Regions from separate parts of the Rattus norvegicus genome. Here region 1 is linked to region 2. The links are chromatin contacts, called in public Hi-C maps. All regions are on one chromosome and are shown on one strand. The core of a region is the stretch at or near the end of the contact, and the rest is flanking DNA. Distances in the headings are between cores, read along the strand shown. Region 1 has its middle 410 kb from the start of Atp6ap1l. Region 2 has its middle 300 kb from the start of Tmem167a.

Region 1 (5,721 bases), core at 2,962-5,461, 150 kb before region 2:
CGAATTCAAAGGAGTCACGCAATCGTTCATCCCAGCAGAAATGGTTTTCCGGTTGCCAGTTCTGACATCTACCTGATCAGTTTTGTTTTAAAGGAGTCACATACATGGAATTGATGACAAAATTATATTCATAATAGAAGCTGATAATGGGAATAGGCTCGTGGGTTCCATGCTCAAAGTCCTTGTGCTCCGTTGAGTAAAATAGAAGAAAAGGTCCAGTCTTGACCTGGAAGTCTAGCATTAAGTGTCCGGCATCCATGGACACTTTAAGAACAGAGTTCGAGAAAGCAGAGTTCTTTTCATTGCCCCCGCTGTCTTGAAAGAGCAGACCCTGCCAAAACGACAGCAGCCATGCAGAGCCTCGCATCTGCAATCTCTAACAAGTTTCAGATTTCCAAAAATGACTTGAAAAACTACATGTCAGCAAACTAGAGGGGCAAAAGTGAACTGCTGATAAGGAATCGGTGAATCTCGAGCACTCTTGAAATCTGTGACAAAAATACACAAGGCACCAATCACCAGGTCTGCAATGTGTCATTTTCCTCTTCTTGACAGTGATTGCATTGGTGATGTCTTTCAGAGACTTGAGCAAAGAACACAAGCTGGAAAATCAATACAGCAAACGTGCCAAGGGTGTGGATTAGAATGGGAACCAGAGTGAGCGAGAACGTGGTGTTTGGGTAACATTGTCCCTGCATTGGCAAACTTTAATCTGCTACATTTTGTATCTAAAATATACAGAAACACACAGATGTAGCGAGAACGGCACAGATACAAATAGGACAGGCAGTGTGGGGATGAAAATCAGACACCTCTGACTAAACTTGGTCTATGCCATGCTTATCACAAATGACACAGTGAAGGCTCCAGAATGCAGGACAACTGCCATCGGGTATCTTATCTCCTAAAAGTCTGTCAGTGGCTTTGTGTTGTCTCTCCTTCTCAATTCTTTTCCGTTCATCTGATTGTGACTGTTAAATCCTCAAGGCTGTATATTTTCTTTGGTTGCATTACTGCCATAGAGGAAGAAATGGACAATTATATTCATATGCCTATTGTGACGGAACTCAGTCTTGTATATTAAGGAAATGATGCCCAAGGTGAATGGCAGTGTTCTCCAGAGGCTGTATGTTACTTCAGTCCATACATGCAGCCTTAGTAGACTAATGCTTTGACAATAGAAAGAGGATATATTTTGTAGACTCAATATATACACATACAGTGTCTTTAATTTACATCTATAGGTGATTTTAAAGATTATTGTTTCATTTGCTTTTATTATAAAGGTTAGCATCTAGACTTCCTTTAAATTATGAGAAATGGAAGACTTTAAATTAGAAATGGAAGACTCGGGGTTGGGGATTTGGCTCAGTGGTAGAGCGCTTGCCTAGCAACCGCAAGGCCCTGGGTTCGGTCCCCAGCTCCGAAAAAAAAAAAAAAGAAAAAAAAAGAAATGGAAGACTCTCATTCTTAGACAAATGGCTCCAGAACATGCACTAGTGGGTTACGAAACACAGTCAGGCACTGGTTAAATTGCCATCAACCAGGAATTCTGAGCATCCCGACTGAACATATGCATGGAATCCTGAAAAAAGCTTTAGAAATTTAGTACTACAGTTCTATGTTTAAATAACTTCAGAGTTGATCTACAATGAAGGCACTTCTAGGTTTAAGCAAAATAGCAATTAGTTTCTCAATTTTTAAAGGAGGCCTATTTTGTGTAGCTGAATATAATTTTTTTTAAAAATACTCTTCTCCAAGGCAGTTTAATTTTGAGCAGAATTTGAGTGAAGAAGTAAAAGCAAATCTCAAAGATGCTTCTTCAGTGGTAACATGGATCCTGGAGTACATACAGCCTCAGAGCCATTTGGCAGTACCTCACATTCAGAAGGGCCAGCCAAGGAGGCACATAGACAGGCTGTTTCAGAGAGATCAGCCTAAACAAGTATCAGTTCTCAGACCTAATTTCCCATGTCAGAAGCCCTCTGTAAATCCCCGAGTTCCTGTAGTAAGAAGTCTGTCCCTTATTAGTTTCTTTGCATGTTATCATGAAATGTGAGGGAATGGCAAAAACCACGGTCAAGGATACCCATGGTGACACTGGCTTAAGCAGGCATAGGGCGCGGCTGGAGTATGTTTCTGCTCAAAACTGGGTTAGAAATGTGACCTAATGCTTGAAGTCTGTCACTCCCAAGGAGGAGGAAGCTGTGCAGAGTGCTGGTGATGATGGCAGGTTGCCACTCCAACTGAATTGCACAATCAGCTTCTAGGACATGCATTCTCTCTCTCTCTCTCTCTCTCTCTCTCTCTCTCTCTCTCTCTCTCTCTCCCCCTCTCTCTCTCTTTTCTCTCTCCTCTCAGAAGTCAGTAAGCCACACTAGAGGGCAGGCTAACCTAGACCTTTATTTTCCCCTGAGAACAAGAATGTACTCTCTGTGTTTGATATAATGTATTATAGAAATAGAAGCCTACAGTTCAAAAAGACTGTGGCACTCTACTTTTGGCGACAGAGTTTGTGCTTTTTGCTCTATGTCTATTTTATTCTGTCCTTGGAACATGTAAAGACAGCATCATTTTAAGTAAAGCTTAAAGAAAACTAGATCAACGAAAGGCAATGAAAATAGTGAATAACATGTGTTATTAATATGAATTAATTAATGTTATATTATGAGAAATTAATATTATCAGAACAAAGTAATATTATTAGAAAACTGGCATTTCTTGACCAGTAACATCTTCTGCATATGAACAGGGGATACAGAAGACATTGTCACTCTGGTGCAAGTCAGATGCACAATGCTGGTTTGTATCTAATATCCTGCTTCTATTTCTTTTGTCTTCTGTGTGGCACTTTAGGAATCGAGACTGTAAACTGTGTAAAGTGGGCTGTCTCAGGAACAAGGTTAGCATTCTTTCTGCTAGGCTCACCCCATGCTGCCTCAGACTCCTCAGGCCTCACAAGGATTTTAGGATGTAGTGGAGAGTTACATGAAAATTCCACACTGAACACTGGGTGTATGTATTGTTAGAATGTCGCTTGCTAGCCACAACTGGCTGTTTATTATTATTGAAAATACCCACGTGGAAGATTAGCCTATTCTGCATATACTATGTGCTGGTCCAGCTTCTCAACACACATGGTGACAACAGGATATGCACAGCAGTCGATTTCTCAAAGAGGATTGTGACACGCAATTCTTCAGTCTGAGAAGTGTCCAGATCTGTAGCCACAGCCAAATATAGTAGCACAGTTCAGTAATCCCAGCATCTGGGAAGACAAGGCAGGAGGATTATCAAAACTTTGAAAATGGCATGGGCTACACGGGAAGCCATTTTCTTACACATAAAGAGACAGAAACAAAATCAAAACAAGAAACAAACCTGTAGTCTGCCGGCTGGAGACAGTGGCGCGGTTTCGTATCTGAGTGTAAAGACCTAAAAGCCATGAGAGCTGAGGATGTAATGTTATGTCTGAGTCAGAGGCTGAGAGAAGCAGCTGACGCTGCAGCATATAGCAGGATGGGTGCTCTGGAGTTCTTGCTCGCCCAGTCAGGCCTTCAGCAGACCAGATGAATCTTCTCTGACTCTTGCTTTATTGCTTTTCTGGGTCTACAGATCCAAATGTTAATTTCATCCAGAACCAATCTCCCAGACACAACTAGAATAATGTTTTCCCCAAATCTGGGCACCTCAAGGCCCAGTGCCACAGAAGTCTAATTATCACAGCTACTCTCTTGCTTTGTGTTTACTTTTATGCTTTAGAGAATGCAAAAAAAAAAAAAGAAAAACAAAAATCCTGCTCTGCAAGCATCATTTCAATTGGTCCCCACTTGTAACCTGTGACCTAGGATGTGTATGTTCAGATCATCACAATAGCTTACTGTGGTCAGAAGAAAAATTTTGAACCAAGAGCAATCTTCATGCGCCTTACAAAAATGAAGCATAGATAGGTTTCGTAATTTGAACAATATGAAATTTATGTTACTTTTTTCTAACTCTTAGTCATAGGCTTAAAAGAAAATCCATTGCACATTTTTTTCAAAGTCTAAACAATGATAGCCACAGCAACAAGTCCCCAGAGAAGAGTAGACTGGCCAACACAGTAAATTCTCTTTGACTAATCCACTCATGTTAGAGCGGTGCACAGTGTGTCTCTGGTGGGCTTGGTGCATGAGGGTGAATGTAACACGAGCTCAGTGATGGTAGAGGCAAGCACGAACAAGACATGAGTAAGCATGTCGTCACAATTAATACCAACGGAGCCACAAGAACACCCCATGCTGAGAGTGTCCCCTCCTCATGACTCACTTGTCAGAGATTTCCTGTGTTTGCTACTTTTCTCACATAGCATTTCCACTCCCCAGAGAAGACACTCTAGCCCTTTGGGTTGATCGGATACATTTGTTCCGAGAGCAGGACATCTGGGCCCTTTAAATATTGAGTGTCCTAGTGATGATGGAAGTGGTTAAAAATGAACCAAGAGAGCAGGAAAGGGGAAGGCTGTACCAGACAGAGATGGTTTTGTTCTTTTGTTCTTATGTTTATAAGCCAAAAACATTAAATATCTAAAATTTTAACTTTCTTTTATCCTTCAAGAATTCAGTGGGGTAAGACAAGGCCTAAAGTTGGCATATGCTAAAAATATCATGTACAAGCAAAATTATCCTATAAAATATTTTAAAAATTCCTTTTATTTTGTATACATAAGTGTATATGACTGTATGTATGTCTGTGTACCATATGCCTATCTGGTTCCCATGGAATTCAGAAGAGGGCATAATGTCACCTAGAACTGAAGTTGTGGGTGGTTTTGAGCTGTTGTGTGGGTGCTGGGAACCAAACCCAAGTCCTCTGTAGAGCAGCTGGGTCCTCTGGTAGAAGCCAGTTCTTTTAACTTCTCTCTACTTACTCTTTAAGTTCTTAAACCACTTGAATTGTTGTTTAAATCCTTCCTAGCAATTTACTTGTGCATATATGATAAAAATATCCATATGAAATTTAGAAACAAGACATTTTGAAAGCCAAGGTGGGTCTTGGTACTGTCTGATGTGAGGATGTGCTAACCATGGTTACCTGAGTATTTCCTTGTCATCTTCACTCACCCCGCAGCTTGTGTTTGTTAAGTAAAATAACCTCTGGAATTGCAAGGCAAGTTTCTTCCACTAGTTTTTGCTTTTACATAACTTCAGACAATAAAAAAGCTGCAATGATAGCATAAAATTCCCCAATGGTAGACTTTAATATTTTCCTTATTCTTCCTTGATTTCTCATTCCTGCGGTTTTGAGTATATTTATAAACAATGTGTGTCCTTGTTTGTGTGTGTATCATATTATGTCTGAGAGTGATCCAATCACTGATTCCCTAAATGATGACCTGATTCAAAAAAAAATCCTAGCAACGGTGAAGAATAAAAGATCTTTCGGTACTTGGCTGGTAAGGATGCTATTTGGGTTTACTTATGAAAATCTTCACGAAACCGAAATAAAATCTGTCTTTTTCTAATTTACATTACTAATGTGCTATTACACTCTCTTGGCTTTTTTTTAAACATACAGATGTGAATGGCATGTATGATCTCATGAATAATTCAAAGACCCACTGTGAGTCTTGCCCCTGGATTTTATTGTTCCCCAGCCAAGGAAGATGACTTTTCAGTTTTGCTGGAGCTAAAGATCCTCACAGGCAATATTATTGTTATTAATGTTGCTGCAGGTGATTAT
Region 2 (5,720 bases), core at 560-3,059:
GATTGGAAAAACTGAGCTGGAGCTAAGAAATTAGTGATAAAGAGAAGATCAGTATCAGTAAGTTGAAATCTTCTCGGAAGTATTTTCTGAGAGCAGAAAAAACGTGTGTTCCAGAGATAGCCAAGGTTGTACCTTGTGCTGCAGTTGGAATTGGTAATGTATATTGCTTTTAAAGGTATGAAGGGTACAATGAGAGCAGCTGAGGCTTAGCACTGTGTGAGGCCAGGGAAGGTCATTAGTGAAGGTGCAGCCTCAGCTGTAGTTGATAGCCCAGAACTAAAGAGGTGATGCAAGAAACTGAGGCTTGGCACCATGAAGGGAACCTATGAAAGAGCTATTGGTGAAGCCTAGTTACACTGGCAGAGTCCAGTGAGTTAGAAATGCCAGTACTGTGGGATGACCACCAAGAACAGCAGCAGCAGCAGCAGAATGGAGTTAACCAGAGTCTAGAGTGCTGTAGAGTGCAGAGCTGGAGAAGTGACCCAAGCCCTTTGGAGGAGCCCAGAAGATCATGGGTGGATCCCAGACATTGGATTAAAATGCTGTAAAGTTGAAGTTGCCTTGGATTCACCAAGATGTCTGAGCTGTGGGATACCTGCTGAAGAAAGCTGCTAAGAAGAAGTGCAGTCAGCTCAAGAGAGTGAAGTTTATTGCTGCCGAGTGCCAGATCTGCTATCAGCAGTCAACAAGGACGGAAGGAGTTGGAGATGTGAAGGGCAGGTCATCAGACATGGAGTTTGGAGGTTGCCCAGTCAGCTTCTGTCTTGCTGAATATGGTAGTTTGAATATGCTTGGCCCAGGGAGTAGCATTAAGAGCTGTGTTAAAGTACCTGTAGCCTTGTTCAAAGAAATGTGTCACTATGGGCATGGACTTTAAGACCCTTCTTGTACCTGCCTGGAAGCCAGGCTTCTCCTGTTGCCTTTGAAACAAGAAGTAGAACTCCTAGCTCCTCCTATGCCATGCCTGCCTAGAGGTTGCCATGCTTCCTGTCATGATTATAAATGGACTGAACCCAGAACCTGTAAGCCAGCCCTAATGAAATGTTGTCCTTTGTAAGAGTTGCCTTGGTCATGGTGTCTCTTTACAGCAATGGAAACCCTAACTAAAACGGTCCCAGAATGTCCCCAAAGTCTACCAGCCTTATCTTCCTCATTTCTGTGCTTCAGATTCCATACTGATTCATTGTCCATTCATTTCTTTAACACATTTCCAGCACATAATAAACCATGTGGCAGATCCCAGTGGTTGAATAAGCCTTTCCTACATGGGTAATCACATGCCCATTCTCTGGTCATCATTTACTGGGTCTGATATGACAACTTACCTAAAGATACTACTTTCTAGTGTCTCTAGAATTTACTTATTGGGAATTGGCTAGACATCTGAAGGAGAACCAGTCTTCTCTAGAAATTTGCAGAGCAAGGAACTTGGCTAGTTAGCAGATAGGAAACTGCAACATAACTCCTAAGATCTTCACGTACAACAACAGATGAAGCAATCCCTCTGAGCTGTGTGTAAGCTGAGGAAGAGGTAGTCAAGTGAAGCTATATCCCATACACAGCAGGTAGCAGGGTCCTATAAAGCCCTGTTGCTCCTGTTCCTGACAGATGATTAAGTTCGGAACCTGTGATATGTTTATGAATTCCACTGAATCTTACTGCGACTTTCTACTCAAGTATTTGATTTGGATTACATGTGTTTCTGCATTTTGCGTTCAAAGGGAACTGATCAACAGTGTCCTGAAAAATATGATTCAACTCATCGACTATGAAGGCAGCAGTTTGATATAGGCCATTTAAATCATATGACTCATACACTTATCATAACCATTTTTTTAAAGTTCAAGTATAAATACACAATTTTCCCACCTCCCCTTTCTCTTCATGTACAACCCACTTGCTCTTTCTGAAATTCATGGCCTCAATTTCTTTAATATTTTTAATCTTGAAGGCAATTTTATTTCAGTTTAGAAGAAAAACCACAAGATAGGAAAAGTATGGACCTCAATAATGACTCAGAAGAAAAGAATAAAAAAAATGCAAGGTCTCCTTGAGTTAGACATGAAAGATGAGCAAATAGGCAGATAAGTAACCCTGTGATGAAGACGGGAGGGGAGGGAGCTGTAGAGGGAGGGAGGAAGCCTGACCTCTTAGGGGAAGCAAGCCTAGGAAAGGATTACGAAGAAGAAAAGCAAAAGCAATGCCATTCTGAGTAACTGAGAAAGACAGGCAGACTTAATGGGATGGTTAGTTTGTGGCTCTGCAAGTGATTACCATGGGCATTTTTTTATATAAGGATCACCATTCTGATCTTTAATATAAGAAAATACACAAATAATATGAGAAAAATCAATCTAAAGGTTAACTTTGAACTTGTTAGCCCACCATGCTGTAGACAGCTCTGAACATTCTGAAGATACAATACACAGACAACGATATGCCATGGACACCTGTCCTCACTGGTAACTCTGAACTAGGAACATGAGATAAGGAACCAGAATCCTGACATTTACTGTGAATACAGCAAGTTATAGCTATGTGTTTAATATTTTCTCTATACCATTTCATTTCCAAAATATGTAAGCAGAGTTCCTACAGAGCACACATCTGTAAAGTTACCTCACTGAACTCTCCCAATCTCTGTGCTGTACTTCAAATCTTCTGGCATATTCTTTCATCTTTCTAATCCTGTCATTATGATGGCCACTGTGTGCTAAATCCTAGCCAATAAAAAAGGTTTCCAGATGGATATAACTTTTCATGATTCTAATGACAATTTTTGACTCAAAAAGTATGATTCTAATGTCCAGGAAAGTTGGGGTAATTCTCTCATTGAGAACCTTAAATTGTGCTTTCATCTTTTATGAAAAAAAGAGTGATGGCCTTTGTTTTTACCTATGGTAAAAATGTGACACGTGTAAAGATTTGAATAGTCATCAATTAGCTGGAGTTAATGAAGTATTTTGCTACATATTTATAAAAGGAGGAACTTTCTATAATGTAAAATAAAGCAGTTAAAAGAATTAACTAGAAAATGCAACAAATCAAATATCTGCAAAGTAGAAAAATCTCTCTGTGGTCAAGAAAACCACATACTTAGGAAAAGTATTAGTAAAATGTTGAGTCAATGAAAGCCAGATGGCTTTATAGTTGAGCTGACCCCTGTTGTATAACATAGAAACAAGGATATAAGGGATAAAGAATAGTCAAAGCACTGTTGAAAAGTACAGCAAAGTCAGGGAACAGGATGGTATCTATTTCAAGAATAACTATTGCCACCAAAGCAGCATGGTACTGGCATATGGCTGCTCCTCTCCTTTCTCTTGCTGTAGCAAAAATCTGAGAAAAATGGCCAACTGTGAGAAGTGTTTGTCTCAGGAACCAAATGTCCATTTGCCTCTATTCTTTCTGGGGCTCGGTTAGCCGGAGCCCCAAAAGAGCTCTTCCCTATCACAGCCAGGAAGCAGAAAGAAGAGACTGCTTTCTCTCACTGTGCCCCTCCTGAGTCTCTACCACCTACGAACAGCATCCTGGGAGCAAGCCTTCAACACACGGGTCTTTGTGGGGCATTGCAAATCCAAGTTATAACCATGAGTAGTCAGAATGATGTACTGGTAGCACAGGCCTGTAACACCAGGAGCCTGGGAGGCTGATGTCCAAAGGTTGCAGGTTAAAGGCCTGCCTGAGATAAAGAATGAATTCAAGGCCAGTCTGACCAACTTAGGGAGTTTCCAGGTCAAGCAAAAAAGTGAAGGAAGGTTGAAGATATACCTTTTGCCTAGAATGCGCAGGGCCTCAGAATCAATTTCTATCACCATCTCAACACAGAAAAAAAGAAAAAGTGTGTGTGTGTGAGAGAGAGAGAGAGAGAGAGAGAGAGAGAGAGACAGAGACAGAGATAGACAGAGAGACAGAGAGACAGAGGAGAGACTACACTGATGGCTCAGTGCTTAAATATACCTCTAAAATACTTAAGCTTCCTACATACAGAATCATAAAACCACCTTGACTTTGAAAACATAAGTTTGTTTTTGACAACCCAAAACTCCCTTGTGCACATTTAAAGACAAATCTTCAGATGTCTTCCACTATGACTGCCTGCCTTGTTTTTTAAGCATTCCTCACTGAAGCCATAGCTCACTAACTGGCAAGACTGTTGGCCATGAGCTCTGGGGACACATCTGCCTGTCTCTGGTGCCCCACACCATGAAACTAACCAACTCTCTTCTCATATGCCCCCTGCCTCGAATACACACACACACACACACACACACACACACACACACACACACACACACACAAACATAGGACAACCTAGTACAACTTAAGATTTCCATATAGAAGCTGAGGAGTCAGCCTCAGATCAGTATGCCCATACACTGGGCACTTTCATGACTGAACCACCCCCTGACTTCAAAAACCCTCAGAACAAATTAGCATAATTTAACTGGAAAAAGAAGTTGACCAGATCAACTTTCCTGTGAACCCGTTGTGAAAAGACCCCCAAGTTTCACTATCTGAGCAATAAACCAGTCCACCCTCCTGAAAGGGTATTTCCCGTCTTTGGATAGAGTTTTCCAATAGCACTTCTGTGACAATTATGTTATCAGAGACTTTAGCGGCTATCAGAATGTGTATAACTATAACCCTAAAATGATTAAGAAATTGTCATATGAAAGAAGAAATGGTGATTTTACTCTGTTGGGTCTATGTTTAAATAGGGTCATAAACAACTTTAGTCTGTTTTAAATTTCTAAATATCCAACTTTTGAAAAAATGTTCGGTAACACCAATGTTTCAGTCATTTAAATGGTTTCAGGAAATTTAATTGATAGTGATCAGGAAAGCAATTTTTGAAATTTTGTATTTCACAGAAGAATTTGATATTTTTGCTCCAATGATAAGTTGCTAAGTGTGTTTTGGCAGGTTTATAAATTGAACATAATATTACCTTGCCACAGTACAGGACTGACTTTACTGAGTTAACACTTTGCTTGTGAATGCGTACAAATCTGTGCCTTACAGGATTTTCCTAGTAGGTGACAACTTCAGTCTCAGGTGTGCACATTTCGAGGGTAAGCAGGAAAATAATGTAATATTTAGAGCATCTCGATGACTGTGTTTTTCTTCTCTAGACCATGAAGTCTTTAATTTGGCTAAGAATCTGGGTTCTCTCTTGTCATCGTAGCTTGAGTCATTCCACGTGCAAACACAAGCAAAGATTCTGTTGCATGCTAGGGACCTCTATGAGAGTGCTTGCTGATGATGGCCAGGGAAAGTGAAGAAGCTAGGTAAGGCTATGGCCCAACAGCAGCCAGTTCTCAGGGTCTCTCCGCTGGAGGTGAAGCAGAGCTGTACCCTTTCATGCCAGGTTTGACAGGCCCATGTTAGCAGAGGAGGGGAAAAGAGTTTGGGAAGGACAGAGTGGGAAAGGGTAGGCCATATTGCTGAAGCAAGACAGCACAAGGCTCAGTGTCTGAATGAAGTTCTATGTGGCATCTCATAGGAGGGAAGCACAGTGTTGGACAGGCTCGCCATGCTGGTGAGAGGAGCCAAGAGGACCTGCTGGGAGCACTACCACCCTCCATAGCATGGGAGGTAGTGTCTAAGACATGCTTGGGGAGAAGTAAAAGAAATTTAAACCACCGGCAGTTTACAAAAGGTAAAAACAAACCAATGTAAAACACCAGTGACAACAAAATCTCACTCAAACTCAACTC

Evidence for each region. A called contact is a pair of places that touch in the nucleus more often than the background predicts.
Region 1: a Hi-C map of the Rat2 cell line shows a contact between it and region 2, with 2.6 times the contacts expected there. The contact joins two enhancer-like sites.

Annotation. Positions count from the first base shown.
Region 1 is chr2:23,387,236-23,392,956 of GRCr8, reverse strand. No RefSeq gene overlaps it. Among named protein-coding and RNA genes, the nearest start is that of Atp6ap1l, 410 kb to the left of the region's middle. Within about 2 kb of position 4,211, at least 9 of the 93 cell types and tissues checked have an H3K27ac peak or open chromatin away from gene starts, as enhancers often do.
Region 2 is chr2:23,229,965-23,235,684 of GRCr8, reverse strand. No RefSeq gene overlaps it. Among named protein-coding and RNA genes, the nearest start is that of Tmem167a, 300 kb to the right of the region's middle. Within about 2 kb of position 1,809, at least 3 of the 93 cell types and tissues checked have an H3K27ac peak or open chromatin away from gene starts, as enhancers often do.